Regions from separate parts of the Mus musculus genome. Here regions 2, 3, 4, 5, 6 and 7 are each linked to region 1. A link is a contact called in public Hi-C, HiChIP or PLAC-seq and Micro-C data. All regions are on one chromosome and are shown on one strand. The core of a region is the stretch at or near the end of the contact, and the rest is flanking DNA. Distances in the headings are between cores, read along the strand shown. Region 1 holds the start of Gfra1 (glial cell line derived neurotrophic factor family receptor alpha 1). Region 2 holds the start of Atrnl1 (attractin like 1). Region 3 overlaps Atrnl1 (attractin like 1). Region 4 overlaps Atrnl1 (attractin like 1). Region 5 overlaps Atrnl1 (attractin like 1). Region 6 holds the start of Vax1 (ventral anterior homeobox 1). Region 7 overlaps Atrnl1 (attractin like 1).

Region 1 (4,020 bases), core at 597-3,096:
TCATTCTGAAGGGGCAGATTAGGTAGGAAGCTGGTCCACCCCTCTTCTGGAATTTTCTCACCCCGGGAATACTGCCATCACGCCCCTCCCCGGCTCAACAAGGAAGGTTCCACTGGCTGCCTTAGCGGGATTTGCCGGGGATCCCGCGCAGCCCCAGCGTCCCAAAGCAGAAGCAAGCACTCCTGACCCGCTGGCTGCCCCGCCTCCCCAGGCACCCGAGGCTGCAGTGTCTCCTGGCCAGCAGCGGGCAAAAGGGCACTGAGCTGAACAGCGAGGCTGGGTGCTTGGCACCCTTAGCGCTCTGAACGAAAGGCAGACGAGTGCCACAGTCTGCCCCGCGGGTGCGCAGAGACGTTTTTCCCTTAAAAGTTTTCCATTCCAAGTTTGCTCTCTTCCGACCCCAGCGGTATTTGACCACACTCCACCTGCCGGAGCGTCTCAGGGAGCTCCGACTTCCAAAGGGGAGTAACGCCCTGGGATGGAAGCCTACGACCCCTCAATTTTCCACCAGGCTGGGTTATTAGTTTTTGTTTTGTTTTGTTTCTCACCCCCTTTAAACACGGCAAAATAAAATCAACCGCTCAAAGACGCGCCAGCACTGCTTCCCAATCCCAGAGATTCTTGAACCTCTTCACCCCCTAGCGAAACTTCTTCCACCCACACTCAAGGCACCCACCCGCAATTCTGGAGTGGCTGCCGCAAGGGACCCCCCAATGAAAGACTCTGGATGAGAAAGCCAGCAGCGGTCTCGACTTACCCAGGAGTGGCAGCACGAAGTACAGAGTGGCTAGGAACATGGTGCCGCCGCGCAGCTGGTCCCCGCCCCCCCAAAATCCAAAGCCGCCACCGGATCTCGCGGAGAGAGCTCAGCGTGCAGAGATCCCCGGGCGACTGCGCTCCTCTGGCCACTCAAAGTTAAGCTCCATCCAGGGTGAGAGCAGACTCCCCGTTGCTCTGCCGCCCACCGCCGCCAGGGACTCAGCTCCGAGCGGGCGCGAGGGCGGGAGGCGGACCCGCTTTTAGGGGTTCAGTTCCGACCCAACCTGGAAGGAAGAGCGCGCTTTGAAATGAGAGCCCAGAGTGCTGAAGCCTCCAGCTCCCGCCCCTCTCCCCTCCCCCGCTCCCGCCTCGGGGGACTTCTCAACGCTACCCCCACTCGGGTCCGAGAGCAGGAGGTGCGAATTCATCTATTACGGGCACGAGGAAGCTCCGGAACCCGGGTTCTGGAGCTGGTAAGGTCCGCTAGGGCTCCCAACGTTCAAAGCTGGAGGATATCGCGCACAACCCAAGAGGCTGAACGCAAGCAAATAAATAACCATTACTTTCAGAGCAAGCGCCGGAAGCTAGCTGGCGCTGCCCGGAGTCGGAGCCTCGGTGGCGAAGGCTTCTTAGCCAACCCCGCTGGACCAAGACCCTGCTCCGGCTCCGGGAAGTTGGCCGCCCTCCCTGGCTCTCGCCCGACCACTCACTTGCTGGCTCGATCACTAGCGTTCTAGCTCTTCTGTCCCCGGCCACCGATCGCTACCCCAGTCACCGTCATCCCCTCCCCTGGACGAGCCTCTCTTCCCAGGCAGTCCGGCAAGAGGAAACTGACATCCCGCATCCCGCCTGGTACTGAAACCTGGCTTCTCCGCCCCTACTCCTACCTGCCGCTCATCCTGGGCTCCTTCCTAGACTTCAGTGCTTCACACGCACTTGCCTAGCGCCCGAACTCCTGTGCATCCACACCACTGCCCCGTGAGAGCGAGCTAGTCCACAGCATCTGCACACCCCAGCAGGTGCAGCCCCGCACCACTAGCGCCCCCCTGGCCCCAAAGTTGGAGGACGCCAGCAAAATGGAAAGGGATGGCTGGAGGGGAGGTGGCGATGGGTTCTCAAGTGGAATGAGAAAACTCTAAATGCCACGAACCTGAACCCAATTGACCGGTGTCCAGCTGCAGCGAGTAGCCAGTGTTTGTTTATTTATTCTTTGGGGTGTCCCCGCCTCCTCTTTCTCTTTCCGGCCTCACTTTCTCTGTGCTAGGTAAAAAAACGATGCCACAATCTGCTACAGCTCGGAGGACAGAGTTGGCCAGGACGATTTCCGAGCAGACCTCCCCGCCCCGGCTCGATGCCCGGTAGGGATGTCAGCGGTTATTGGAAGCGGTGGGAGGATAGCATGCCCAGATTGGTTTTGGCTAAAGGCCCCTCAGGCTGCTTCTGCTCCTGCCTCCGGGCAGCGCAGGGCCGGCTCTTCTGTGAAGCGCAGTTCCTCCGTCCGCCACAGCAGACTTACAGGCTGGCTGGCGGTGGGACCCAAGGCCAACAGGCAAGCAGGCTCAGGACCCGCAGCGCTACGCCGCCGCCGTCGCGGAGACTGCGCACCCCCACCCCCTTCAGTGCACAAGGGCTCTTTCTTTAGTGCAACACAGCAACCCATCCAGACCCTTTTGAACACAAAGTTGTTTTTTTTTCTCCACGTCATTCGCGGCTGTGACTCAAGACTTGGCAAGATTCAGACTCACTCAGACCTAAGCCCTGAGCGGCGATCCGGGATGCACCCACCCATTGATAAAATGCTTGTGCGAGCTCATGCACCTCTCTCCTCCTGGTATGACAGCGAGACAAAGCAAAGTCCACCCCAGCCCACTGCACTGAAGTCTGATCAGACCCAGCTTTAGGTAATTTTATAAGATGATTTCCATCTTTACTGTTTCAAGAGTAAATTTTTTTTCAAAAACATTTTATAAACAGAACACATCCACAGCCCTTCACCCCAACTTCAAGGATCGCTCCAGCGATGCTGCTGAACCCCGCTCTCCGTGACACCCGCTGTCCTTTAGGGGTCCAGAGATCTGTCTAGAGTATGTCCGTAGTAGTGTTTGACCGACCAGCTCGCTGCTTGGGGCTTGTGTCAGAGATCTTTTCTATGTCCAAGTTCATCATCTCTCAGGAAAACAGAGTTTGAATCGAATCTATGAGCCCAGCTGTCAAATCTGCAAACCCATCACCACAGACAATGGGCCGCCAAGGAGAACAAAAAAAGAGACGCTCTTTTTTTGATCCAGAGTGTTAATTGAAAAGGGCAAAGGCTTTAGTTTAAGGCGTAAGGGCCGGGAGAAGAGGAGGAGGGATGGGTAGCCCTCCATTCAAGTACACATCAGCCAGGCGTGCCCTTCAGCTGTGGCGGCTGTAGCATTGTTTGGAGTCCTCAAAGAGTCTGTGCCTCTGTGAGCAACCTGAACCCAGGGGACATCCCGCCAGTGCTAGCTCCTCCTTTGCCTTGCACGTGTTCCTCAGGGGCAGGTATGAAGTGTCTGAAGCCTTCGCCAGGAACCCCTCCCCCGGTGTCACATTCAATCACACCAGACTTACACAGATTTCCAGTTCAGTGTATCAGTTTACACTCCGTCGTTGAGTAAACAAAGAAAGCATATGTCACATTTTTTTTGCGACAGATGGTTCGATCCAAGGGCTACTTAAGTTCTTTCTCTAGCGATAGTCAGAAGTCTACAGGGTGGAACTACTGTGGGAGATGGAATTGAGTCTTCCAATCAGTGTCTCTGCGTACAGAAGCAGATTTCCATATTTTCACACCAAGGCAAAAATCTCCAGGAAGTGGATGTTAATGAGAAGACTTAGCTGAAGACTCCCATTGATGCTGAAAACATAAAACCCCCCTCCGTTGTCCTATTTCATAAGTGAGTGGGAATATTTTTCTCTGTCAATTCAGTGCTTTTCTTTGGGGACCACTTTGGGTGGTTGAAGAATAGTTAAGTTTCATTTAAGACACTAGCTAAGTCTATTCCAAATATTTTTTTGTTGGGAAAACACTTGGTTATTCTACTTAATCCTAGGGAGTTAGTTAAAATCTACTTTTAACAGAAAAGGAAAGACTGGTCTAAAGTTCTCTAAATGTGGAATAAAGGACTCTTTCGAAAATAGTTATGGCTTCAAGAATATTACATACCCCTTCTTCACTCTAGCCTTCAATATATGATAAATATATAAATATTTACATAATATATAATAAATATAGAT
Region 2 (4,020 bases), core at 982-3,481, 840 kb before region 1:
GATCCTTATGTGAATCCTTTCATATGAATTTAATGTATTCAAGTGTATTCGAAGGGTACTATTGAGAGGAGGCCTTTGGGGCTGCACGTTCAGTGTACGGTGAATGATTACAGTGGTCAGATGGCAACAGATGTGTGTTTTTAATGGGCAAACCCTTCACTCAAATACACGCCCCAGTCGGCGTGTGGCTGAGCTGTGAACTCTCTTGTTAGAGAGACAGACTCCCGTGTACCCTTTGAATTACCTTTATTCACGAGAGGGATTAAGAATTGACCACTTTCCACACGTCTGAAAGTGACACTACCTTAGACGTGAGAAAGATGTAGCTGACTTTAAACTTCAGCTGGTAGGAAGAGAAGAAGAAAGGAAAAGCCAAGGAGATTGTCCACCAACAGAGGATCCTAAAGGGTTTGGATTTCCTTTTCCTTTTTCTTTTTGTCACTGCAGTGAAAAGGAGTGGCCTCTAACAAGATCCTCTTAACTCTGCCCCCCTCTTTCTGAAGAACACCAGAATGTGGAAAAGGTGGGAAAGTATGGGGCAGGCCAAATTTCAGGCTCTACAGGACATGGCTCACACTATTGTGTCCCGGAAATGGATTTTTTTTTTTTTTTTTTTGTACAAGTGAGAATCAGCTGCCTTTCTTCTTTTGGGAAGGAGCCTTTTTTTTTTTTTTTTTTTTCCAGGACTTTTGTTTTCCTCTTAAGTCATTGCTGAGGTATTTGCAAACCAAGCCAGCCAGCACTTATGTTTTATTCACCAAAGGAGAACAAAGCAGCTGCAAACAGAAGTGGGCTGATAAACATTGAAAACGCACACAAGTTAGAGGACTTGATCCGTTTCTGCTACCAACACGCACCTCAGCCTTTCTCATGCTATTCCCTCATCTGCGAAATGGGGTTAATAGAGGATTTTCTCTGTGAATTGGGATGATGGAGATTAAAAGAGATGACGTGGGTACATTATTCCCAAAATAAACTCGGAGTGAATCTTAACAATAATATTATGACTGTGGTTACAACCAAAACTTTTCTGCTCCAGCTGTCAGAAATGTCTGGTGAGTTTCACAATCTTGTTCGTACCGCCTGCTCCTTGGTGGAGCTCCAACAACTCTCGAGGGTGCTTGCCTGCAATTTGTGCACAGCTTCCTCTCAAGGGTTCAGCTAACAGGCCCGTATAGAGAAAAGTAGAAGACATATCTCAGCTTATGCAATTAAATCTTGGAAAGTCATCTCAAGGAAGAAATAGATGCCGCTGAAAACGGGAAAGGGCCCTTTCTGGAAATCACTTCTGCTTTTCTGAAGGAAAAAAAAAAGCCCCGATGTCGCAACATTTTTCAAGAGAGAATAGTGTCCCAGACGAAGGAGGAAACATAGACAAGAGAAAAGAAGATTTGGTGAGGTTCCGAGGCAGCGTCGGGAGGGGTGGCTCTCGGAGCAGTTCTTTGTTGGGCATGAGGAGCCCCGATTGGGCGATAAAGAGCCGCCGCGGCTGAGGTCGCCCCACGGGAGCAGCTTCGCGCCCCATGCAGCCCCTCACCCCACTCCGCCCTGTCCCTGCACCCCATAACGTGGTCAGACCGCGGTGCCTTTAAGACTTTGCTGGCTGCACATGCTCAGCTCTTTGTGTGTAGTTGGGAGTTTTTAAGAAAAAAAAAAAAAAGAAGAAGAAGAAGAAACGTGCAGGAGACTCGGGGAGCGCTGGGGCGGGCGCCTCACTTTTGCAGCCCGCGGAGTACAAGGTTGCCTTCCTGCCGAGGCCCCGAGGTCGGAGTGGGTTTCTCCTCCGTGGGCTCCGCGGCGCGGGCCACACCTGGGGACGCACTCCCAGCGGTGCCCGCCGGCCGGGTGGGCGCGCGGGGGAGTCCCAGGTCCCCGTCAGGGGCCGGGCGAGACCACCGCGCCCGGACCGAGGGGGGGGGAGTGGCCACGAGAGTGCGTACGCACAAGGCTGCGGGGACGTCTCTCCGCAGTTTGGGCTGCGACCGCGGCCACAGCAACTGTGTCTGGAGGACGGAGGGAAGCAGGCTGCTGCGGTATCTCAGGCTAGCAGGAGTACCGCCGGGTACCGACAGCCGCCCTCCCCTCCCCGCGTGCTCCTGTTGGACGCGCCCATCTCGGGGGCTCCCGCGCGGCCCCGCCCTCCCGGGCGAGCCTCGGCATTCGGCGCGGGGCGCGGGCGAGGCGGGGCCGTGCGGGTCCCCTCCCCCTTCCCGCCCGGTCCCCTCCCCCTCGGGTCCCCTCCGGAGCGCGGGGCGCCGCCGGCTCTTCGCTCCGCTCCCGGAGCTACCGTGGCTGCAGGGTTCGGCTCGCCGAGGACAAGGTCAGGGGAGCGGGCGGCGATGCCCGAGTGTGACTGGAGGCAGCCGACCGGAGGCCGCCGCGCCTGGGATCCGCCGCTCCGGACCGGTCAGCGGGACGGGGGTCGGCGCCGTTGAGGAGCCGAGGAACAGCAGCGGCGGCGGCGAGGTCCTCTGCGGCCGGGATCCCCGCTCAGCGGCATCCCCGTGCGCTCCCGCGAGCGCAGCCCCGCCGAGCCGGGACGCCGAGGAAGATGGAGCCGGGGGTCCGGGCCCGCTCGGGTGCCCCGCAGCCGGCCTCCCCGGTGCTGTGGAGGGCTCGGCCGGCGGGCGGTGGGGGCGCCTCCTCCTGGCTGCTGCTGGACGGGAACAGCTGGCTGCTGTGCTATGGCTTCCTCTACCTGGCGCTCTATGCTCAGGTGTCCCAGTCCAAGCCCTGCGAGAGGACTGGCTCCTGCTTCTCCGGTCGCTGTGTCAACTCCACCTGCCTGTGCGACCCGGGCTGGGTTGGGGACCAGTGCCAGCACTGCCAGGGCAGGTTCAAGTAAGTGCTACCGTGGGACCCCAAGCCTCAGCCCTGCCCCGCCAGCGTAGCTCCCCGCCCCGCTCTGGCCTCGGGGTCCCCGGGAGGGGGCCCTACGCTGCGCCCCTCCAGCCTCCGGGTGCCCCGGGGAGCTCCAGCAGGCGCCCAGCCCGGGCTGACTCGGTGCTTTCCGCATGTCCTCAGCGGCTTGTCATCCTCTGCGCAGAAAGAATGTTCTCACTCCAATTCGTGCCAAACTCCGCCAATTAGGACAGTATCTGTTTCCATCAGAAACGGAGGAAATAACTCATGAAAAATCCATGAACATTGTGAGAAGTCAGAGGCGTCAGGGTTTAAAGTTGTGGCCCAGCTCCTTCCCTGTGCTGTTCCTCTAGTCAGAGAGCACGCCTCGGTTTAGTAATCGTCGAGTGTGGTAAATAGGGTTTACAATGGGCAAACTACGATCTGTACCTTGTTATAAGTTTCTAGGTTGGTCCTCTCACCCATTTCCCCATAAGTCTATAACTTACTGGAATTTTACGCCTTCTATCCAGAACCTACAGAGAGAAATCCAGGCAGCAATTTAAGTTAACTCGATCAAGGTTATGCAGAAAATGCTGAGTCGTGATTCCAGTCCAGCCAGCTTCACTCCAGAATATGCATTTAGAGGTGTTGGGTTTATCAGGACAGTCATGGCTTTGTGTGACTTTTGACAGGTGTATGGGGGACAGCAGTTTGGTTTTGCTGAAAAGCAAGGTGCTAAGGAGCCTGCATCTCTGGGGAAGAGACACTTCTCCCTATTGGCTGATGCTTATTAGATTTCTGCCTCTATAAAAAGAAGTGGGGTGGCCGTTGGGAAGGCGGAGAAGTGGGTTTCTCTGAGAAACTGCAGGAAAGCGGTCACCGAGAAAGCTTGTCCTAGATATTTAACATGAAGTTTACGGCTGATTGTGGTTGTGAAATAATACTATGTAGATGGCTAGTATTTGTTGTGGAGATGAAAGCAGAATCTAGGTAAAGTATCTCTGGCTTTGAGCCAAAGGTAAGAATATGGCTGACATTATTAATCTATTTCAGGGTGGTTTCCTTGGCGTTTTAATCACAGCATAGTTTTCTTTACTTTCTTTCCCACATTTTTACTGTTGCTCGCTAGAGCAATACCCCATATTAAGTGTAAAAAAATGTTTGTCTTAAATGACA
Region 3 (4,020 bases), core at 1,121-3,620, 810 kb before region 1:
GCAAAGTTAACCATTGTATAGTTTGAGAGCATTTAAAATACATTGAAACAGATAGTAGGGCTTTAGTGATTGCTTCTGTGAGCCTAGTACACATGCAGACTATTTTTCTGCTGTAACAAATGCTTTTCAGTGGAATTGGAAGATAGCACTCTTTAAAGATGTTTTCTCATCTTGCTTCCCCCCCCACCTCCCCCTTCCCCTATTCTTTGGAGAATTTGAGATTTCAGTATACATGTTAAATGATAAGTGGAAGAAAGAAAAATGGTGGATATAGCAAATTAATATAGGAATGTTAAATGATATAAGAAAGGCACTGTAGGAATTAGTTTCACTTTAAACATTGTGACCAATTATTTAGTTTGAGCAAAACAATATATCTAACATATTAAATGAAGGCACATAATCTTTGAGTTATTATAAGTTTAATTCTGGATGGTTATAATGAAATAAATGTTGCAATATAGTGAATCATGTGTATTTTTCCTAGGTTCCCAGAGCACAGTGTGATTATATGTTTATACAATACTGTATACGTGTACAATTATAATTTTAAATGTACAATGAAACTATTATAAAAATGTACAATCATAATTAAAAACATTTTACTGCTCCAAAGTGGTAACAGTCACTTGTGATGTTACTGAGCCTCCTTTGCTGGGGGAGGGTCTTGCCTCAGTTTTATGGCTACCAGTGGTTACTGGTAATGGCTGCAATTGCCGTGGGAGGTCAGATTGCAGATCAATAGGGTTGGTGTGATCCACTGCATCTTACCCGAGAAGAACTTTTCAACACCGGTGTCTACCCTCTCAAGCCTCTTCCCTAACCAAGCAATATTCTAAGTCTTATCCTCAAGTGTCCACATCGTCGTCAGCAGCAGACTCTGTACTCGCAACCCAGTTTTTGTCATCACAAGGAGTAGCTCTTGTTTCAGTTCTCTCTCCGTGCTTTGCTTCTGGTCCCTTTGCTGTGCCCACCCGATCAACAGTCACTTTTACTGTGGCAGAGTCACTTAAAAGCACTCACGGGATTGATACCTCCCTTAGATTCCTTTGAATGCTGGTATTTTGACCTTCCATAATCTCTGATTCTCTTACTGCATCAGAGTGGCGACGTTTCCAGCTCGGCCAGTGCCATCATCAGCGCTGGACTGCTTGTTGCCATCCAAATGAGCCCTGGCGGGTCACTCTGTGGAGCTATCTCTGCTCCGGCCCCCACACGCCCCCTCCCACACACTCTTTGTAAACCAGCCTCTGCCAGCCCCACAGTCGTCTCCTCTCCTTACCTTTCTCAGCTTTCAGAGAATTGAACAGAGTGAAGGTTTACTGAGGTCCGCACTCAGCCGCTGGGTTGGGTTTTGTTTAAAGTGATGTTTGAGTGGTTTGCTCTCCCACTGAAAGCCCCAAACCTGGCTGTTAGCAGTAAGGGCAGTCACCTCACCATTTGTTCTCTGGGGGGAGCACTTCCATCTCCTGTAAATGGCGGTTGACAGAAGAGGGCAGCCAGCGTGCACTTTTGATTTAACTGAAAGGAGCGGCACCTCCCCATTCATCTTGACATTTAGAAACCAGTGTAGTCACCAGCGGCTTAATTCCAATTCTGCTTTGTCTTCGGTAATAAGGAGAGGGAGAGAATAGGGGATGGCCAGGCCAGTTCCTGAAGCAGTCAGAACACACACACTTATCTTGGGTTTATTGCTTTATGTAGCTGTGGTTGGTGGTGACCTCAAGTGACTTAAATAGTAACGTGATTATAGGTTGTCACGACATGTGATTCTAATGGCAGATCTTGGATAGCGAGAAACACACAGGATACACACAGTTCTCTAAAGAAGCAGATGCTGGCCTGGTTCAGCCAGTGTTGATGTAGGACTCAGCCTGTACACATGTATCTGTAAGTGCAGCATCAGGCAGTACAGCGACAGGAAGTGTAGTGCAGCGACAGGAAGTGCAGTACAGTGACAGGAAGTGCAGCGCAGCAACAAGTGCATGACAGGAAGTGCAGCGACAGGAAGTGCAGCACAGTGACAGGAAGTACAGCAACAGGAAGTGCAGTGACAAGTGCATGACAGAGTGAAGTGACAGGAAGTGCAGTGACAGGAAGTGCAGCACAGTGACAGGAAGTACAGTAACAGGAAGTGCAGTGTAGTGACAAGTACGTGACAGGAAGTACAGCGACAGGAAGTGCAGTGCAGTGACAAGTGCGTGACAGGAAGTGCAGCACAGTGACAGGAAGTGCAGCAACAGAAAGTGCAGTGCAGTGACAAAGTGCAGTGCTGCAAAAAGTTCATGGCAGGAAGTGCAGTGGCAGAAAGCATAGCACAGCACAAGGAAGTGCAGTACAGGGCCAGGAAGTGCAGGACAGTGACAGGAAGTACAACAGGAAGCATCAGTACAGTGACAGGAAATATAGTATAGCAACAGGAAGTGCAGTGCAGTGTGACACTGGGTGTTGTGACAGTGCGTTCCTCTGTTACCGGGTTTTCTGTTACCGGGTTTCAGAGACACTGATCACCCCGTCTATATCTTATGGATGAGGACACCTAATCAGTCACATGAGTCTGGATAAGAGACAGTTGTTGCTCCAGTTTTATGCTATTGGACGTCATTCTAAACTAATAATTGTTATTACTTTATGAAATTTTTATACGTTTTTTTTTTTTTTTTTTTTTTGGTTTTTGGTTTTTCAAGACAGGGTTTCTCTGTATAGCCCTGGCTGTCCTGGAACTCACTCTGTAGACCAGGCTGGCCTTGAACTCAGAAATCCACCTGCCTCTGCCTCCCGAGTGCTGGGATTAAAGGTGTGAGCCACCATGCCCATCTCGAAATTTTTAGTTTCTAAACATTATTATTATTATTATTATTATTATTATTATTAATTTTCTGATATGCGAGGCTACCTACTGAAGCCAGTTTGGTCCTTAATAATGTGATCCTTATTATCACATTTGTTTAATAGCGTGTAATTTATAAATGTCTTTTATATACTTTTTGCGAAATACTAAAAACTTTTAATAGCATTTGTGAATACTTTTATTTCCTCTTTATGTATGAAAGCTTGATGCTGGGCAAGGTAAACAGATTTGTCTAAGGTCACATCGTAATAGACCGAACTCGGATTTGAGGATGTTGTTTTCCACTTTAATATTATAGAAGCACACTAAAGTGTAAATAGGACATTTCGTGGTATTTAACAAGTTATGAATATATTATGATATTCATTAGAACATGCTAAAATCTGATTATATTTTCCTTGTTAAGGATTAATTTGCAAGTTATATGTCAGTCTTTTTTTCATGAGGGAAGGTTTTGGGCTGGGGTCTCACTATGTACCTGAGTTGTTAATTTGCCCATGACCTTTTGGTCTTCTTCCCTCAGCCTTTTGCCTGATGGTTTTAGAGGTGTGCTCTACGTTGTACGGTCAGACTATTGCTTGTATTGCATTTTTAATACAATGAACATTAGATTCTCTTCATCTGTGTGATCTGCTTCGGTAATGTAAGATCTTTGTTTAATTCAATGTGTTGCTTGATTTTTTTTTTTTTTATTTAAACAGGCCCAGATTGTTCTCTGAATGTCCCTTCTACTGAGTCTTACTGGATTTTGCCAAATGTTAAACCCTTCAGCCCTTCCGTAGGTCGGGCCTCACATAAAGCAGTTTTACATGGGAAATTCATGTGGGTGATTGGAGGATATACTTTTAACTACAGTTCTTTTCAAATGGTTCTGAAGTAAGTATTTATTTTTAGATTTTCATAACAAAGTTCTATTGTTCAAATATATAAATGGCTGTTTCTGAGGTAGTATATATTTGCTAAATTTGAGACCATAGGCAGTCAATGCCTAAACCCAATTATTTGTCACTATACATGGGGATTTGTTTTGTATAAAAATTTTAATACCCGTTTAGAGTGATTTATTTTACTTTTTCATACATGCAATTATGTATGCATAGCTGTAGAATATGTTAATGCAAGGTTTTTATCTTATTTTTATTTTTTATTAGGTAATTGCTTTATTTACA
Region 4 (4,020 bases), core at 925-3,424, 790 kb before region 1:
TGTCTTCTCCAAAGATGAGATACCCTGACTGGTTATCCAGTCCCAAGAGGCCATCCTTAAAACACACATACATGCAAAGAACCCAGCATGAACTCATAAGATCGTGTGCGTGCACGGAAGTGTGATCGGTGTGCATTCTGTGAAATTTCAAAATAATCCATAAAAATATCGGGAAGTATGTTGGGAACAAATTTTTATTTATTTTCTTGGTTTGGTGCCAGCCTGTACCAAAACCCTTTTGAGAGTTCATTATCTGATAATAACATTTTTCTCAAAGTAATTTGGCTATTATCATGATTTAGTAACTCAAATCAACTTTAGTCAAATATTACTATTGATTTCTGCTTAGCTAATATTTTGATAAGGAACTAAAATCTTTCTGAACATGAAATAGGATCATGCTTCTTGGATTTTTCATGTTAATTATTTGGTGTGAAGGCTATATTAGATGCATTATTTGGGGGGTGTATTCTTTTAATGCTTTTAAAACCACATTTTTAAGACCAAACTTATTTTTTTTCAACAGTAGTTTGTAACTATAGCCTTTAAGAGAACTAAAGGTGACTTTTGATGTATAGAATTTTAACAATGGAATTTATTTCAAAGTGGTTATAAGGATATTCAGATTATTCAGTGATTATTACATGATTCGGTTTTTATAAGTATTTTAAAGAACTGATCTATGAAATTGATATATTACTCATTAAATCATTAATTATAACACTATTATTCTTACAATGCAATACCTTTTAAAAGTTAGATGTATTACAGAGTAATGGTCTCATTGTGGCTTTCCCTGTGCTCCGGCCCTGTTTACTGTCTCTCCCTCCATCACACTCTCCCCTCTCTTTCATGCACCTTTACTTTCACATAACTTTTAAATTTCACACGTGAGAGCATGTAACAGCTGTCTGTCTGACATTATGCTCAGTGCGGTGCCCAGCCCCAACTGATACATCACAACACAACCCGTACACCTAAGGCTCAGAGAACTGGGGCAGAAGGATTAACAGCCAGGGGACCAGGAGGTCTGCTGTGAGACCGTGACATCTGTACAGGTGAGGGAAGTTGTACCCATGAAATCTAGAAAGTATGAACAAGATCTGCGTGGTGACATCATTCCCGTTGATGTGCAGTGTGGATGAGAAACCTTTCAGGGGTTCACCCATAGATGAAGAACTAGACAGTTAAGCAGCTTAACTGAAAGCTAAGCTCCACCCACTTCCCTGCAAATGGCGTCGTGTGTTTGAGTGGACAAAGCTTTTCAGCGCACTATTTAGCCACTTCAATAGGCTGTACTGAAGCCCTCCCTGTTATTTTCACGTGCACTTCTGAGAACACACAGTGATCGCGGAACTTTTAGACATGTATTTGACACCTCTGTCTTTATTTACATATGGGGCAGTACACTTCTTTTGGGTTCCATTTCTTTGTATGATTTGGAAACCATTCTTTTGGGGTTTTTTTTTTTTGTTGCACTGTTTTTATGTGATGGTATTTTGTTACAAAATTTCTTATGACAGTTCTTGGCTTGCACTTTTATTCTTTGAGCATTATCTAAATTAACCAAGACCTCATCATTAGAATTATCTTTCATAAAACAAAAATAGAAATTAAGGCCTCAGCAGTTAGTTTTCACGGTTTGTGCTTTTTGGTACTTCTAAAGAATTCATCATCAACCTCACCTCCTGGATTTTCTCCCATGTTATCCTCTAGGTGTTTATCATATTCTGCCTGTGTGTTTATGTAGCAGTAAATTGTTAATCTGCTCTGGACTCCCGCCTGCAGCTGCGCTTCTCGCTGCTGCCCAATGCTCTGGAGTCCCCGAATGAAACACACACACACACACACACACACACACACACACACACACACACACCGGCTTATTTTTAATATACCCTAAGCAGCGCAATGGCTGGGACACTTCCTATCTCCATGTGACTAACACACACTCCCTTCCGATATTCCTGAGTTATCACTTTCTAAAATCTATATTTTATCTTTGCTGCCCCGGACCTTGCTGGGGAGCCCTCCTGGGGCTGTTTTCCCCTTCACCTACCTGTCGGTGGGCGCTCCCTCCTGCACCTTTTCCTGTGTGGTCCATCTCCTATGTCATCCTCGTGGCGGAATCTCCTCTTCCTCCTTCTCTATCCTTTCCCAGGAATCCTAAAATCCCGCCTCCGACTCCCTACCCAGCCATTGGCTGCCAGTAACTTGATTCACCAATGAGAGCCAACTGGGGGCAGGGACCCCCAGCATCTGAACCCGCAGATTCTCGTGTGATTTTGGGAGCCGAATGAACACAAACAGCATTAGAACCAACCCCCAACATGTTTACTATTTATTCTACATTAATTTTTTTCATCAGTGTAACGAATATTTATGTGGTATGCATACGTGCCTGCATGCGTGTTCATGTGTGTGTGGGTGCACACGTGTGTATGTATACGTGCGTGTGTTTATGGCTGCAATGTGGAGGTCTGAGGTTGACTTACTTCATGAGTTGTAACCCTCTTTTGTGCACCACAGAATATTTCGAAACACGATCTGTTGCTGAACCTGGAGCTCGCCGTTTTGACCATTTTAGCTAGCTTATTCTAGAATGCCCTGTCTCTGCCTCTGCATCACAGTGACGGGTGGGCTCTCCCACAGGCTTTTATATGGGTTCTGGAGTCTGAAGTCTCGTCTCCACATTGGCAGGGCGCGCTCTTTACTGTGAATGTATTTTACAGCGAGTCTTCAGTATGGGTCTAAATTCTTTCTCTATTGTTTACGACTTTTAGTTATTGCAGTGGTGTTTCTTGGGTATGCTATCTTATCGTCATGGAGCAAGTTTTGCTTCTTGTTAAATGTCAGTTGGGTATACTTGGGTTGGTCTGTCTCCGGGCTCTCTAGTCCACTCTCTTACTTACTTGTCCTTGTTTCAGTAACAGACTGCTTCGGCTACTGTAGATCATAGTAAACGCAGAGGACGGGAGCAGTCAGTCCTTTAACTTGATTCAGTATTTTTCTTAAATATTAATTTTACATTCTTAAGTATTTATTTTGTTAAAGTTAGAGTGCCTGGATCTGTGCCTGTGCACAACATTTGCACACGTGTCCACGGAGGCCAGAAGAGGCATCCGATACCCTGGAACTGGAGTTATAAACAGTGTGAGCCACCATATGGATACTGGGACCTAAGCCTGGATCTTCTGCAAGGCACTAAGTGTTCTTAACGGCTAAGAGGTCTCTTCAGCCCTGACTTTGTCTAACTTAAGCCTTTACCTACCCATGTAAATCTTACTCTCCATAATTTACTGGGATTTTGATTGACAATAACTTGTATCGCCAGATCAGCGTAAGAGCTGACAGTTGATTGTATTAATCTTTACATTCGTGTGCATGTAGTATCTCTCCATTCATTTAGAGACTTTTGTTTTTATTTATTTATTTGTTTACATTTATTTGTTTTGAGATAGGGTTTAAATATGCTACCTGGAGTTTGCTATGTAGATCAGGTTGGCCTCAAACTCAAGAGATTCACGTTCCTCTGCCCCTCCCCCCCCAAGTGCTTGATCTTTTCTAAACTCAGAATTTTATAGTCTTTTTCATAAATCTTACATAGAATATTATATGAAGTATACATTTTATTTTTATACTGATACATATGTGTATTTATATATTACTATATAAAATATCTTACTATGTATATACATATAGTAACTATACATACACACACACACACACACACACACACACACACACACACTCAGTTCCCTGGGGAGAGCTTTAGAGACCTCTGTTTGTCTGCCTTTCTCCCTCCTGGAGAGCTTGTATTGTAGGTGCATGGGCTCAGTGACCTGATTCCCCTTGGTGTGGTACCGTTGCTTTATACATAGAGTACTTGTGGTAGGAGGCTGGTATCTTTTAAGCTTGACTCTCTGATATAGAACTTATGCCTTATTAAGGCAGGATCAACATTCTTTGGCTCCACTTTAACCTCATAAGCGAGGTTGATAACTCCCACCTCTGCTGAGG
Region 5 (4,020 bases), core at 399-2,898, 720 kb before region 1:
GAACGGAATGGCCACCATGGTGAGCAAGGCAGTAGTAGTTATGATCAAAATATCCATTTAGGTAGCCTCAGTTACATCGTGAATTTTAAACCAGTCTTGGCTGCCCTATCTCTAACAAAGTATCCAGAAACAGAGCATAAAACCCAGTAGTCATACTGTCATGATCATGACAGTTCTCAGTCTAACATTCCAAGAGAATTGGTACTGAAAATGGTAATTTTAAAATACAAGCACCTACTGAACTCAACAGATGGGTCTCTATAGAAGAAATAAAAATGGCCAACACCTTAGCCTTCAGGGACATGTAAGAGCCCAGCTCACTCCAGTCAAGGTTGCTGTAATTGAAGGTACTCATGACCAAAATGCTGGCAAGGCTGTGAACAAAAAGGAACGTTACTTATGGCCAACGGGAACATAAACTTGTGGAGTCGTGAAGGACAAGGAAGGGCCTCATGAAACCCCTGAGAGTGGGCAGATGTCTTAGCCGTTCTGTTCTTGGTTTGTACCCGAAGGACTAAATTACTCAACCTGCCACATGGATGTACAACAGAAACATCCTTGTTTGTCTGTTCACAAATCACAGTATCTAGGAAATGGAACCAGCCCAGATGAATGGCTAAATAAAATGTGATAGATACATACACTCAATGGGAATTTACGCAGCCATAAAGAAAAATGAAATCATGGCATTTTAAGGAAAGTAGATACAACTAGAAATCATTATGCTCAGAAAAATAAGCCAGACTCAAAAAGTCAAAATTTCCTTGGACTATTTGATGTGTGGTACCTGAATTTTAATGTGTGTGTGTTGTTTTCTTGATGATTGCAAAGCTAGTCATTTCTTCCCACTTGCAACCAGGCGATGTAAGATAGCTAATGCCACAGTGTGTGACTGGCACTCAACCAGAAGGAAAGAGGACACCTCTGGGAGTCAGTGCTCTCTGTCCGCCATGGACTCCAGCCATTGAATTGAGATTGGCAGGCTTGCCAAGGACGTGTTTTTAACCACAATGCCATGCTGCAGGCACAAGGGAGGGGATTTGTCCTTCATTTTCTGCATTGTCATCACTCCCTATGTCAGTAATCAAAACCAGGTCCCCCTCAGTCTTCCATGGAGGTGATACCATCTGAGTTACTTGAACTTCATGATGTTAACAGAGCTTCATGGTGAGATATGATGGATGCCTGCCAGACAGCACTAAATGCGATGGTTAGTGGAGCAGCATTATCCGGTGTGCTAGAGTAACCACCGAGATTCATAGCTGGTTAGTTGGGACCAGTTGGAGAAACAGTAGGGATTACAAAGTAATATTAACACTTGATTATGAAGCCTAAATTGTAAGGCTTGTAAATCTTCCTGTTTTTGTTAAATGCCATAGCTTAGAAGAAAGTGCCTTTTGTGGAATCAAGGCTGTGAACATGAGCGAGCCTTCAGTGATAGCATTTAAAGGAATCACCTTCCACAGCCAGAGGATAGAGTGTGTTGAAAACCATTCTAGAATTCAGTCATAAGGGTGGCTGATGGCAACTTAAACTGGAGCTTCAGCCATAACATTTGTTCCCTGACAATCACGCCTGGTCAAGAGAAGGAAGGGGTTGAGGTTTTTAATGGGAGTGAATGAGATACCAGAGGCCTCAGTCAGAGTGCCCTGAGCAGTCCCGTCTGTAAGATTACTCTCCTACTGTTGCTCAGTCAGCCTGTTGGTGAACTCTCTATTGCATCTCTGGTCTTTCTTGATTTTCTACTAAGATAACATTGCTTTAGAGAGATTTGCAGTTTATTTTAATGTCTTTAAGGTTTGCCTCCAATATAAAACTAGCAAGCACATGGCTAAAATGAAACTAAAATGTAATATTATTTAGCTTATTTTCCACTATTTGATTTTTTTTCACTACTAAAATATATTTGGGTTGTAATATCCTTGTTTTAATGAACTGTACTGTTAAAAGAGACATTTCAAAGGTTTCTCTAACCTTTTAAAGGCTAAATTTAATTGAAATATGAAGCTATTATATTTAGTTACTTTGGTACATATATTTTATTTTAACTTTAAATTATTTTGTCATTATATTTATAACAGCTCCTCTTTCCCTTTTCTCCTTCTGGGCCAGTTCTGTTTACACACACACACACACACACAAACACACACACACATACACACCACACACACCACACACACACACACCACACACACACACACACACACACACACACACACACACACATACCACACACACACACACACACATCACACACACACACACACACACACACACACACACACACACACACACACCACACACACTTAAATATGACCTGCTCAGTCTGTGTAATGTTACTAGTATGCATGTTTTCAGAGCTGGCCATTTGGTGTTGGATAACAAGTTGTCGTGCTCTTCCTGGGGAAGAAAATGCCTCCTAAGACCAGGCTGCGGGCAGTAGGGCATTTTAAGACTTGTAAACCTGGCTGGCTCTTGTTAAGTGACATGATGTTAGAAGGAAGTGCCTTTCGTGAACTTACATTCTGTGAACATCAGTATTGGATGCAGATGGCCCAGTCCATCATAGGTGGGCTCACCCCAGGCTATTGTTCCTGGGTTCTGTAAGAAAGCAGACTGAGCAAGTCGCGATGAGAAAGGGAGTAAGCAACACCTCTCCATGATATCTGCTCCTGCCTCCAGGTTCGGGCTCTTTCTGAGCTCCTGTCCTGTCTTCCTCCTTCCATGATGCCTTGGCCATGGAAGAACACCCTGTGTACTAAGTCACTCACCCTCTTTGACATGCCCACCCATGTCCTGGCTCAGCACATGTCCCATGTCGTTTTGGTGAGACATGGGTGAAGCATCTGATGTTAGTAGGAAACTCAACTTTAAATTGAGGTTGCTGATCTTCTGGCTTTACAGTCTTCCTAGCACCCTTTTGGACATGTCCGCAGGTTTTTTACTCTAGTACATGTATTTTATAACATTTATTGTGGAAGTATATCTCGAGAAATACAATTATGCAAATCAAGTCTGTATGTCTGTCTCATGCTGATAGTTTTTAATGGAGATAGGACATGAAGACAAAAACCAAAATTTTTGAAAAATTAATACATTTCTCTGCTGTTATAGGTAATTACATTTATGAAATATTTAACTTAGTGTTTGAGTCTTCAAATGTATTTATTTTTAATAATCTAGTGAAAGGTCAGGAGTTTGAGCTTTTGGTTTTAGATCTTATTACTCTACTTTGTTTGCATCTATTGATTTAGAGAAAAACTTTTCTCAGGCTCTGTCCTGGATACGGCCTTTTCACATTTTTTCACAAATATTTTCTGTTTACTCATGCTTATTTATTGTTGGGTTTCTGCAGTCAGTTATTTTGGAAGTTTACATTTTTAAAAAGAATTATTTTATGATATAGCTTTAACATATATACATTATTTAATATTTAAAAAGTTTTTTTAAATGTTTTTACAGATGTGACTCTGAAAATCGCTATGTTGGTAATCCACTTAGGGGGACATGCTATTGTAAGTATTTGGATGTTTTTATTGACAGTAATTGATTTATATTGTTAGCTTCCAGTAAATGAATACTGACGGCTCATTACAATATAGTTATTCCCATCCACATATTTTATTAATTTACTTAAAAATTTTTATTTAAAAATTTGAGTTTAGGCCAGGCATGGTGGCACACGCCTTTAATCTCATCCCTCGGGAGGCAGAGGCAGGCGGATTTCTGAGTTCAAGGCCAGCCTGGTCTACAGAGTGAGTTCCTGGACAACCAGGGCTACACAGAGAAACCCTGTCTCAAAAAAAACCAAAAAAACAAAAAAACAAAAAAAAACAAAGAAAAAAAATTGAGTTTATAACATTCCTGTCATTTGTATTTCTTTACACTTCCACATCTGTTGCTAAGAAAGGTAATTCCTACTTCTAATGTTCTCTTAACACATTTGGCATATTTTTCCTACTCTGAAAGGTAAAATAATAATATAACCTGAAGATGAGCAAAATATAGGGTTCAAATAAA
Region 6 (4,020 bases), core at 776-3,275, 710 kb after region 1:
GTTTGGTCCAAAGCTAGGTAGATTGTGAGGAAAGGCAAGCTGTCATCCTGGAGAGGGGAAGAGGAAGCCTGGTGGTGTGAGCACCTGGCAGCTAGGTACCTGGGTCTCAGAGAGATTGAGCTGCCGAGCCAGCTCGGTTCTCTCCCGGCCCACCACGTATTGGCAACGCTGGAACTCCATCTCCAGCCTGTAGAGCTGCTCCGCGGTGAAGGACGTGCGAGTCCTCTTGGGCCGGTCCAGATCCAAGCCTTTGGGCAGGATGATTTCTCGGATAGACCCCTTGGCATCTAGGAAAGGGTAGACGTCAGCCACCAGAACCTCCGCCCCCGGTTTTCTCTGCCTCCTTGATCAGAGCTAGCTAGGGACAAATCTCCGGTAGGCTGCTGCCAGTGTATGGGGTGGCCGCAATCATAAAGCTGAGATTCTCTGAGTGTATGGAGGCCAAGGGGGCTAACTTCATACTATTAACTGGGAGAGTAACCAGACTGTCTCTGAAGAGTTCTCCCAGACACCGGAGGAGGAAACAAACAAACAATAAAAAACAAGAACAAAAACAAAAACAACAACAACAACAAAAAACAAACCTGAATTCCAAATAGGTAAATGCTCCTTCCGGCCTAGGGGGCCTCTGGTGTGTGATCCGAGTCCCCAGTAGCCCAAAGGGGCTCTTACTGGTAACCCCACCTCCCAGTATGGTCCCAGATTGCAGGGCAGCCTGCACTCCTGTGGTCCCCACCCTTACCCCGGGTCTCCGGCCCGCTTCAGTCCAGACAGCAGAAGGAGGAGGGACTGAATGTCGGCTTGCGGGGCCTGGCTAACAGCTAGCGGGGGCGGCGCCGGCTGAAGCTGGGCCTCAGCGCCACCAGTGCCCGGGAGGAGCGCACACCGCTCCTTGAGCGAGGACGAGCGAAGCAAAGAGGCGGCATTCGCAGACCTGCGACGCAGGTCGGCGATCTCTCTAGGCCACTGCAGCCAGGCCAGGAGCGCAGCGCCAGGGCCCTCAGCCCTACCAGCTAACTGGCTGGCTCTGGCCAGCGGCGGGAGGCTACGGGTCCTAGCCCACTGCTCCATCGGGTGCGCTCTGCCCTCCATGGCACACACGCCTGCAGGCCGGAGGACGCGCGCACGTTCCCCTGGAGGAGCTGGGTCCGAGCCCCAGCTTGGTGGCCGGTCCACAGTCACGGTCTGGATTCCTTCCCGCAACCGTGCTGCGGGGCCCCTCCGGACTGCTAGGGCCCAGAAAGAGCGCTTTGAGAGGAGCCCCAGGCACAGGTCCCCGCGACCGACCGGACCCAAGAAAGAAAAGGGCCAACAACAACTTTCTCCCAAGTCCTCGCCAGCCCTAAGCAGCGACGCGAAGCTGCGGCAGGGGAATTACCCCGAAAAGAACGCGTTCCAAAGCCCTGCCCATCCCTACCTCGGACTAGGATCCGGCGACAGTAATCTGGGTCCGCTGAGGAATTGGATTTACTTTTGTTACAATCTTCCGAAGCGCCAGACCCGGAAAAGGCGCCCTGCGGCTCCTTGAGGAAGGCGGCCGGAAGGCTCCCCTCGGCGCCCTTGATCTCCCGGCTCTCCTTGTGCGCGTTCTTCGAGACCCTGGCGGCCTCGGTGTCCGAGTGGCACCGGACGTCCATTTTGTCTGGTTTCCCGAACATAGGCAAAAAGAAAGAAAGAAAGAAAACAACAACAAAAACAAAAAAACACAGAAAAGAAGGAGGGTGGGAAAAGAAGAAGCAAAAGGGGACAAAACCCCTACAACGCAGCACCTAAGCTCGGTCGCCCGCCAGAATGAATGTCCCCGCGGGGTGGCTTCGGCGGCCGCGGAGGGTCAGCGCAGACAGGAGAGTGGCGCGCTGGTAGAGAGGCGGCGGGTCTTGTCCAGGATCCCGGTGGCGAGGCCGCCTCGTCAGCGCCCGCGTCCTTTGAGCACGTCCAGTGTCCCCAGCCTGGCGATCAGGTAGCGAACAGCGCAACTCCGAAACGCTGCGGCTCCGCCTGTTACTGAGACGGCCGAGTTGTGGTTGTCCGACACCCGGGGGGGACGCACACTCGCTGTTGCAATTGATTACGGGTAATTTCGCAGCCCCCACGTTTCAGTTACCTCACGAATACACTAAATTGTTTGGATAATATATCAGATCGTAATGGATGGTTTCTGTCCTTGTCCCCAATCAAGTAGGGGTTTAGCCAGTGAATAAACGGAAATGATTGGTCTTGCTTTCGGGAAACACAATCAAAGACCCACACTTCCAGAAAAACTTTTGACAAGATTCATCCTGAATTGCTAACACCATTAGCAGGCATTATTAACTTTCTCTTTGCCTTTGACCGTCCTGCTCACATACTGGCTAAAGGGGGGTTCCTCTAGACTCTCCAGATAGAGCCAGATGGGGGGGGGTTACCCCCTCAGTCCCTGTAGCTATAGAAAGCAGTTGCCTCTGGGTGGGGAAAGAAGGGGGGAGGAGAAAAGTTTCCCCCTAAAGTCTCTCCCCCACACTCCAAAAAAGCCAAGCTTTCTCCCCAAGCGACTCCTTAACACACCTCGACGTTGACAGCCATCTTAAACTGCCGCCCCTCTTCCTGTAGCCCCAGTTGGATTTTTTTCATGCCTGCACCTCCAGCGGCCCTGAGGCAGCCCATTCAAAGGGCAGCTTTGTACTCAGAGTGGGGGGGGGGGGGTAGAGGGAGGGAGGAATACGAGAGAGAGAGAGAGAGAGAGAGAGAGAGAGAGAGAGAGAGCAAAAAATCTCAACTGTGAGATCTGCTTCAAAAAAAAAGTTTCCCCCTAGCTATTTCATTGTCTTGCTACAATGTCTTTGAGAAAAGCAACAGCCAGTAATCCAATAACAGCATTGATTAGGCCACAATGATTCAATTCAAGCGCATGGCCTTGTGCAAGGAGCTTGCTCCAGCCCTTCTCGTCACCTTGCCGGGGCAGAAGCCCTCTCCACGCCGCTCTCCCCATTCATTCCTTTATGGGAAATGCGGAGCAAAAGGAGTGAAAGATGGCAATTATCTAATTGGACTATTAACAAACAGTCCTCTGAGTGCGGCGGTCTGGCGTGGCTCCTGGGCGGGGGAAGGGCCGTGTTCCCGGCCCTCATTCACAAAGAGTGCAGGGGCCGCGGAGGAAAGGGGGTTTTTAAAAGGGAGTGGGGGGGGGGAGGCGAGGAGAGGTGGGAGGTTTGGCTGAGAATTTTTCCACACAATTCCAAGAATGGGGCGGAGGCGGGCGGGGGAGGGGCGGGGGTCTGGGCGAGAGGGTGGGAGGCACAAAGTGAGTGGGGAGGACAGCGAGTGTGTGTGGCGGCCTCCGAGGGGCTCTGCGCCCGCCCCACAGTCCGGCTGTCACCTCCCGGCCACCACCGCGGTCCCTCGAGACTGCTGAACGTGGAGGGGGTGGGCCGAGCCGGGTAACAACGCTCCTCTCCAAGCCACCTCCGGCCGGTCTCTTAGGAGCAATCGCGTTTGGTCTGTTCCCAAGGTTTCTGTGGCACTCAGGCAGACCTTGGGGAGTTGACTTTATATGATTGGGGATACTTGGGGTGATTATGTTGAGTGATGTTCACTGAGCGGGGAGTATCCCGGGGACAGATTGAGAGCCCAAAGATATAGATCTCTGCGGGAGCTGTCCTCAGGCGGGACGCCTCTGTGAGACCCGGCCCGCAAGTGCCTAGAACTTCTACCCCACAGGAACGCAAGGAAGCGGAAAGAAGAAAAGGGTCTCTCCTTGGCGAGCTAGCCGGCCGACTGGAGAAGTGCGGTACGCCCACTGCCTTGGCCCCAACGACTACACCTGTGAAGGAGGATTCCTGAGGCTTCGGATGGGTGCCCTTGCTGAGATCCGTCGGGAGTACTGCTCCGGGTGCAGGTCCGGAATTCCAGCCCAAACACACACACACACACACACACACACACACACACACACACACACACCAGGCGGTAGGCAGAACGGAATAACCTGCGTGAAGTGTCCGGACTCCTGCTTAGCGGCAAGTGGGAGTCCCCACTCTGACT
Region 7 (4,020 bases), core at 902-3,401, 630 kb before region 1:
AAGCAGCCAGTGCTCTTACCGGTGGAGCGGAGCAGTCTCTCCAGTCTGGGTTTTTTGTTTGTTTGTTTAGTTGGTTGGTTTTTGTTGTTGTTGTTGTTTTGTTTTGTTTTTTTAATGTAAAGAATCACAACTGAGTTTTCTATGCTGACCTTGTAGTCCGCCCATGCTGCATTTGCATTAAGTTCTGTTTTCTGTTTGTTTTTTGATGAAGTCATTTTGATACTTTAATTCAGTCAGAACAAAGAGAAAAGGCTACTCTTTTTCTTTCCAGTTTGAATACCTTTTGTTTCTTTCACTTTTCTAATTGTTCCTGCTGGTATTTGCAGGATATGTGAAAAGTTTAATTGCTACTATGAGAGAATGGATTTCACTCTTTCTCCACTGGCTTATGAAAGTAGCTTTGGACTTTTTGAAAACATCATTTATTCTGTTTTGACATTCTGTGTGTGTGAGAGAGAGATTTACATTTTTTTAATCAAGAAATTATGCTAAACCTTGTTAAATGTTTTTTAAAATTTTTTTTCTTGAATCTTTTAAAAAAATTCACTGGGTTTTCAACCTTCCATTCTGTCTTGTGGTGTGCCACATTTATTCATTTCATCTAACGGATGGCATAAAGCATCGTGATGCTGCTACGTGCGTAGTCGAGAAGAGAAGTTTTGCACTGTGTCCATCGGCAACATTTCCACGAACTTTTGTTTCTTGTGGCGTCTTTGTCTGGTTTTAATGTCAGGGTGACACTGGCGTCCTAAAATAAGTTCGAGAGCATTCTTTCCATCTCTATATTTTGGAATAGTTTTTTAAGAGAACTGGTGTTAATTCGTAGAGTATTTGGCAGAACTCAGCCGCGGCACTGGTCCGTCTTAGGATTTCTTTGGTTAGCAGTTTTTACATTAACTTCCATCTTTTTGTGCTACTCTGTTGAGATTCCCTGTTCCTTCTTGATTCTGTCTCCCTGTTTGCCTTTCAGCCTTGGGGTCCTCTGTTCCTAAGTACTTCCTGTTGTTCCTAAGTACTTCCTGTTGCTGACCTGGTTTTGTGGTTTAGTTACAATTATAGAAATCTTCCTAAAGCAGCTCTAGTGGTGAGATTCAGCATTTGTTTGTTTGTGAAAGTATCTATTTTTCCTATCTTGAAAGTCTTTGCTATATTGCTCATGGTTAGCCTTTCCTTTTCCCCTCTTTTTCTGGTTATTCTTTTAGCACCATGAATATAAAGCCTTATCATTTTAGCCTGAAAAAATAAAATCAACAAATACTGTGGACCCTTTCTCATAAGCAACATCTTTTCATGGCCGGAGCCTCCAGCAGATTGTTTTATTGGGGCTATATGGGCTTCTCTTTAGATTTGTATTATTTTTAAAGCCTTTGACTCGCTAGCATTAGTCTTCTGTTTTCTTCTCCAGGTTTAGATAGTTTTCCTCTACTGTTTCTTTGAGTAAGGTTTCTGTTCCCTTTGTCCCATTCCCTTCCTGTTTCTGCAGTAATGTCCACTGTGCAGTGTCCTTTATCACTGTCCCCTACATTCCCACTGCAGTAATGTCCACTGTGCAGTGTCCTTTATCACTGCCCCCTACATTCCCACTAGAGTAATGTCTCCTGTGCAGTGTTCTTTATCACTGTCTCTACATCCTTGCACCTGTCTTCAGCCATCTGGTCTACCTTGCCTTTTATGCATCCTGCTAGACTATTCTGGTTCCTCATCTCACACCCTCCTCTTCTTCCCTTGATCTGTGGAATCCATGGCCTGAGTGATTTTTATTCTGCGCCTGCGATCTCTGCCTGATATCTGTTCAATTTTTTATTTCCCCTCTACTTTCAAAGTCTGCCTTTTATATATTACCTCTTTGTCTCTGAATGACTGAGGTTTTATCTGAAGTAAATAATGTGACTTCATTCAATAAAACCAGGTTTTAGTACAGCTATTCTCAGCCTGTGAGTTGTGGCCCCTTTGGAGAGAGTCTAGTGTCCTTTCACAGGGTTTCTGGCTATGGTTGGGTGGCCACAGCATTGGGAAAGTTGAGGCCCACTGCTGTAGAGGCTCAGCATTCCTTCATCTGGAGCACATTTCACTGTGTTCCTTTATGTTGGGTCTCTGGTCCTGTAGAATTATGTATATGTTTAACCAGGCCAACATGTCTGGTGCCTCTCCAATCTTTGTGTTTGCCCAGAGCTGTTCCCTCAGTGGCCCCCAGGAGACCGCTGTGCTTCATGGCCTCTCAAAGAAAGACTGAAATGAGTTTTTTTGAGATACATCTGGGAAAGCTTGCATAGTTCAATATCTGTCTTGATTTCTTCTGTTCTCGTGGAGAAGATGAGTGTTAGATTTGATTTTCACTTCCTCAGTAAAGATGGGGAGAAGTTCTATGTTAAATGCCTTCAGGCTCATTCAGGATGACACACCCTCTTTGGGAACAACCCTGGAAGAATGCCCCCATTGAATGTTATTTATTTGCTCTCTAGAGTCCTCTTTGCCTTCAAAGCACGGTGACTTAACACCCAGTACCGTCAAGGATGAACACGAAGCTTGGAATCTTATATTTGTCATAGAAACCATTCATTTCTGAGAGGAAATGCTGGGCATTCCAGCTGTGCAGGGGGCACCCTTTCCAGCTGTGCTGTTGGCAGCCTTTCCAGCTGTGCTGTTGGCAACCTTTCCAGCTGTGCTGTTGGCACCCTTTCCAGCTGTGCTGTTGGCACCCTTTCCAGCTGTGCTGTTGGCACCCTTTCCAGTTTTGCTGGGGGTACCCTTTGCTGCTGTGCAGGGGGCACCCTTTCCAGCTGTGCTGTTGGCACCCTTTCCAGCTGTGCTGTTGGCACCCTCTCCAGCTGTGCTGGGGGCACCCTTTCCACACTTTTGAGCTGTGCTGTTTGCACGTGAGCTTGGTCTTCCTGTCTGCTTAGATTTTTTATTTGCCCAGGGTACACTCTTGTCAGTTGGTCCCTGGCTTTCTCTAAGAGGGAATTGGTCTCTCTGTAGGTAGATGCTTGTCAAGTGTGTGGAGTAGAGAGAGAAATAAGTCTGAAACCTCGTGCTCCATCATCTTACAGACCTTCCTAACATATTAGTGTTAAAACTAAGAGAAGTGATTACCTACATCTGAAGCATTTTCTATGTAGGATATTTGCCTGCTAAGGAAGTTATGACTATTATTCCAGCTATTGTAAATCAATCACTAGTGTTTTAGGGAAGTACTAATAAAATAATAATTATGGGGGAACATATCTCTATGAGTTGTCATGGTATTGGGAAACATGATTAATTTACAATAAAATTAAAATATATTATAACATTAAAATGCATGTGAAGATTAATGCATTTATAATATAAAAATCCATTAACTAATTTATGCCAATAATATCAAGTGATTGTGTAAATTGTCACTACTCATATAAAATTGGAGACATTTTAAATAATGTCTATTTAAATAACTATTTAAAAATCAATTACACTTGAGTGGTAATGTTGGTCAGAAAGTCTTGAGCACATTTCCCAAGGACTTGCTGGATCAATGTGGGCAGCATCCTGTTTATTCACAGTGCTTTGTAATTATATTGTTGCTTTGCCATTGGATTCTCATTTGTTTAATGAGAAAACATATTGGATTGACTATATTTCATTATCTGATCCTCGGACAGTAATTGTGTAAGAGTGCCAGGCCTCACAAGCTGGCCTTAGTTTCTCATCACGCAGAAATCACTCTCAAATGTTTTTAGAAATGCACACACCATTTCCTGCCTTCCTTTATTATTTCTGTTAGGGCCTTGACTCTGCAGCCAGACTTAAGGCTGTGATTTCAGATGTAATGTTGAACAAAGACTTAGCAATAGGCATTGTGTTTTGTTTTATCTGTGAATGTTTAGAATTAAAATTCTCTCTATGTATGATATATATATATATATATATATATATATATATATATATGTGTGTGTGTGTGTGTGTGTGTGTGTGTGTGTATGAATAAAAAAAAGCAGTGTCACATTAGTCGCTGGTAGCATCAGAAGCAGTTGACCTTTTAAA

Evidence for each region. A called contact is a pair of places that touch in the nucleus more often than the background predicts. HiChIP or PLAC-seq counts read pairs in DNA pulled down with a chosen protein or histone mark.
Region 2: a contact with region 1 is called in a Micro-C map of embryonic stem cells, with 3 times the contacts expected there. The contact joins the promoter of Atrnl1 here to the promoter of Gfra1 in region 1. A contact is called at or near these places in 3 of 484 Hi-C or Micro-C datasets (all in embryonic stem cells) and 7 of 115 datasets of contacts at active chromatin or transcription factors (astrocytes, bone marrow-derived macrophages, cardiomyocytes and 4 more).
Region 3: an H3K4me3 HiChIP or PLAC-seq map of pro-B cells shows a contact between it and region 1, with 8 times the contacts expected there. The contact joins the enhancer-like site here to the promoter of Gfra1 in region 1. A contact is called at or near these places in 10 of 39 promoter capture datasets (the 3T3-L1 cell line, 3T3-L1-derived adipocytes, the C10 cell line and 5 more), 1 of 15 datasets of contacts at CTCF or cohesin (large pre-B cells), 52 of 484 Hi-C or Micro-C datasets (3T3-L1-derived adipocytes, the AML12 cell line, B cells and 33 more), 10 of 115 datasets of contacts at active chromatin or transcription factors (T-cell acute lymphoblastic leukemia, astrocytes, differentiating embryonic stem cells and 7 more) and 1 of 9 other capture datasets (embryonic stem cells).
Region 4: an H3K27ac HiChIP or PLAC-seq map of embryonic stem cells shows a contact between it and region 1, with 5 times the contacts expected there. The contact joins the enhancer-like site here to the promoter of Gfra1 in region 1. A contact is called at or near these places in 15 of 39 promoter capture datasets (the 3T3-L1 cell line, 3T3-L1-derived adipocytes, the C10 cell line and 9 more), 1 of 15 datasets of contacts at CTCF or cohesin (large pre-B cells), 54 of 484 Hi-C or Micro-C datasets (3T3-L1-derived adipocytes, the AML12 cell line, B cells and 36 more), 14 of 115 datasets of contacts at active chromatin or transcription factors (T-cell acute lymphoblastic leukemia, astrocytes, bone marrow-derived macrophages and 9 more) and 2 of 9 other capture datasets (adipose tissue and embryonic stem cells).
Region 5: a contact with region 1 is called in a Hi-C map of myocytes, with 3 times the contacts expected there. The contact joins the enhancer-like site here to the promoter of Gfra1 in region 1. A contact is called at or near these places in 15 of 39 promoter capture datasets (the 3T3-L1 cell line, 3T3-L1-derived adipocytes, the C10 cell line and 9 more), 5 of 15 datasets of contacts at CTCF or cohesin (the NIH/3T3 cell line, large pre-B cells, pro-B cells and 1 more), 58 of 484 Hi-C or Micro-C datasets (the 3T3-L1 cell line, 3T3-L1-derived adipocytes, the AML12 cell line and 38 more), 20 of 115 datasets of contacts at active chromatin or transcription factors (the NIH/3T3 cell line, T-cell acute lymphoblastic leukemia, VIP interneurons and 17 more) and 2 of 9 other capture datasets (adipose tissue and macrophages).
Region 6: a contact with region 1 is called in a Micro-C map of embryonic stem cells, with 6 times the contacts expected there. The contact joins the promoter of Vax1 here to the promoter of Gfra1 in region 1. A contact is called at or near these places in 2 of 39 promoter capture datasets (both in embryonic stem cells), 10 of 484 Hi-C or Micro-C datasets (all in embryonic stem cells) and 3 of 115 datasets of contacts at active chromatin or transcription factors (all in embryonic stem cells).
Region 7: a Micro-C map of embryonic fibroblasts shows a contact between it and region 1, with 6 times the contacts expected there. The contact joins the enhancer-like site here to the promoter of Gfra1 in region 1. A contact is called at or near these places in 10 of 39 promoter capture datasets (the 3T3-L1 cell line, the C10 cell line, cancer-associated fibroblasts and 5 more), 3 of 15 datasets of contacts at CTCF or cohesin (embryonic stem cells, large pre-B cells and pro-B cells), 50 of 484 Hi-C or Micro-C datasets (the AML12 cell line, B cells, the C2C12 cell line and 25 more), 16 of 115 datasets of contacts at active chromatin or transcription factors (T-cell acute lymphoblastic leukemia, astrocytes, craniofacial prominence and 13 more) and 2 of 9 other capture datasets (embryonic stem cells and macrophages).

What each region holds. Positions count from the first base shown.
Region 1 is chr19:58,453,552-58,457,571 of GRCm38.p6, forward strand. Gfra1 (glial cell line derived neurotrophic factor family receptor alpha 1) reads right to left here and starts at 1,847. Exons shown (of 11, transcript NM_010279.3): 1 at 1,647-1,847; 2 at 758-1,043. The coding sequence starts at 797. Gm41876 (a long non-coding RNA gene) reads left to right here and starts at 2,598. Exons shown (of 3, transcript XR_877966.1): 1 at 2,598-2,660.
Region 2 is chr19:57,608,803-57,612,822 of GRCm38.p6, forward strand. Atrnl1 (attractin like 1) reads left to right here and starts at 2,232. Exons shown (of 29, transcript NM_181415.4): 1 at 2,232-2,841. The coding sequence starts at 2,552.
Region 3 is chr19:57,646,706-57,650,725 of GRCm38.p6, forward strand. It overlaps Atrnl1 (attractin like 1), which reads left to right. Exons shown (of 29, transcript NM_181415.4): 6 at 3,553-3,727. Among named protein-coding and RNA genes, the nearest start is that of Atrnl1, 38 kb to the left of the region's middle. Within about 2 kb of position 2,371, at least 28 of the 459 cell types and tissues checked have an H3K27ac peak or open chromatin away from gene starts, as enhancers often do. A contact at or near this core is called in CD8 T cells, hematopoietic stem and progenitor cells, pre-B cells and 1 more, where this site is marked.
Region 4 is chr19:57,665,972-57,669,991 of GRCm38.p6, forward strand. All of the region lies in intron 9 of Atrnl1 (attractin like 1), which reads left to right. Among named protein-coding and RNA genes, the nearest start is that of Atrnl1, 57 kb to the left of the region's middle. Within about 2 kb of position 2,175, at least 14 of the 459 cell types and tissues checked have an H3K27ac peak or open chromatin away from gene starts, as enhancers often do. A contact at or near this core is called in embryonic stem cells, where this site is marked.
Region 5 is chr19:57,736,718-57,740,737 of GRCm38.p6, forward strand. Atrnl1 (attractin like 1) reads left to right here. Exons shown (of 29, transcript NM_181415.4): 21 at 3,463-3,515. Among named protein-coding and RNA genes, the nearest start is that of Atrnl1, 130 kb to the left of the region's middle. Within about 2 kb of position 1,649, at least 10 of the 459 cell types and tissues checked have an H3K27ac peak or open chromatin away from gene starts, as enhancers often do. A contact at or near this core is called in the N1E-115 cell line, granulosa cells, muscle stem cells and 1 more, where this site is marked.
Region 6 is chr19:59,168,372-59,172,391 of GRCm38.p6, forward strand. It overlaps Vax1 (ventral anterior homeobox 1), which reads right to left and starts at 2,026. Exons shown (of 3, transcript NM_009501.3): 1 at 1,418-2,026; 2 at 100-287. The coding sequence starts at 1,658. It overlaps 4930442E04Rik (RIKEN cDNA 4930442E04 gene), which reads left to right and starts at 3,410. Exons shown (of 2, transcript NR_167767.1): 1 at 3,410-3,874.
Region 7 is chr19:57,821,165-57,825,184 of GRCm38.p6, forward strand. The region is part of intron 26 of Atrnl1 (attractin like 1); the gene reads left to right. Among named protein-coding and RNA genes, the nearest start is that of Gm52385, 100 kb to the right of the region's middle. Within about 2 kb of position 2,152, at least 16 of the 459 cell types and tissues checked have an H3K27ac peak or open chromatin away from gene starts, as enhancers often do. A contact at or near this core is called in the AML12 cell line, the N1E-115 cell line, cancer-associated fibroblasts and 2 more, where this site is marked.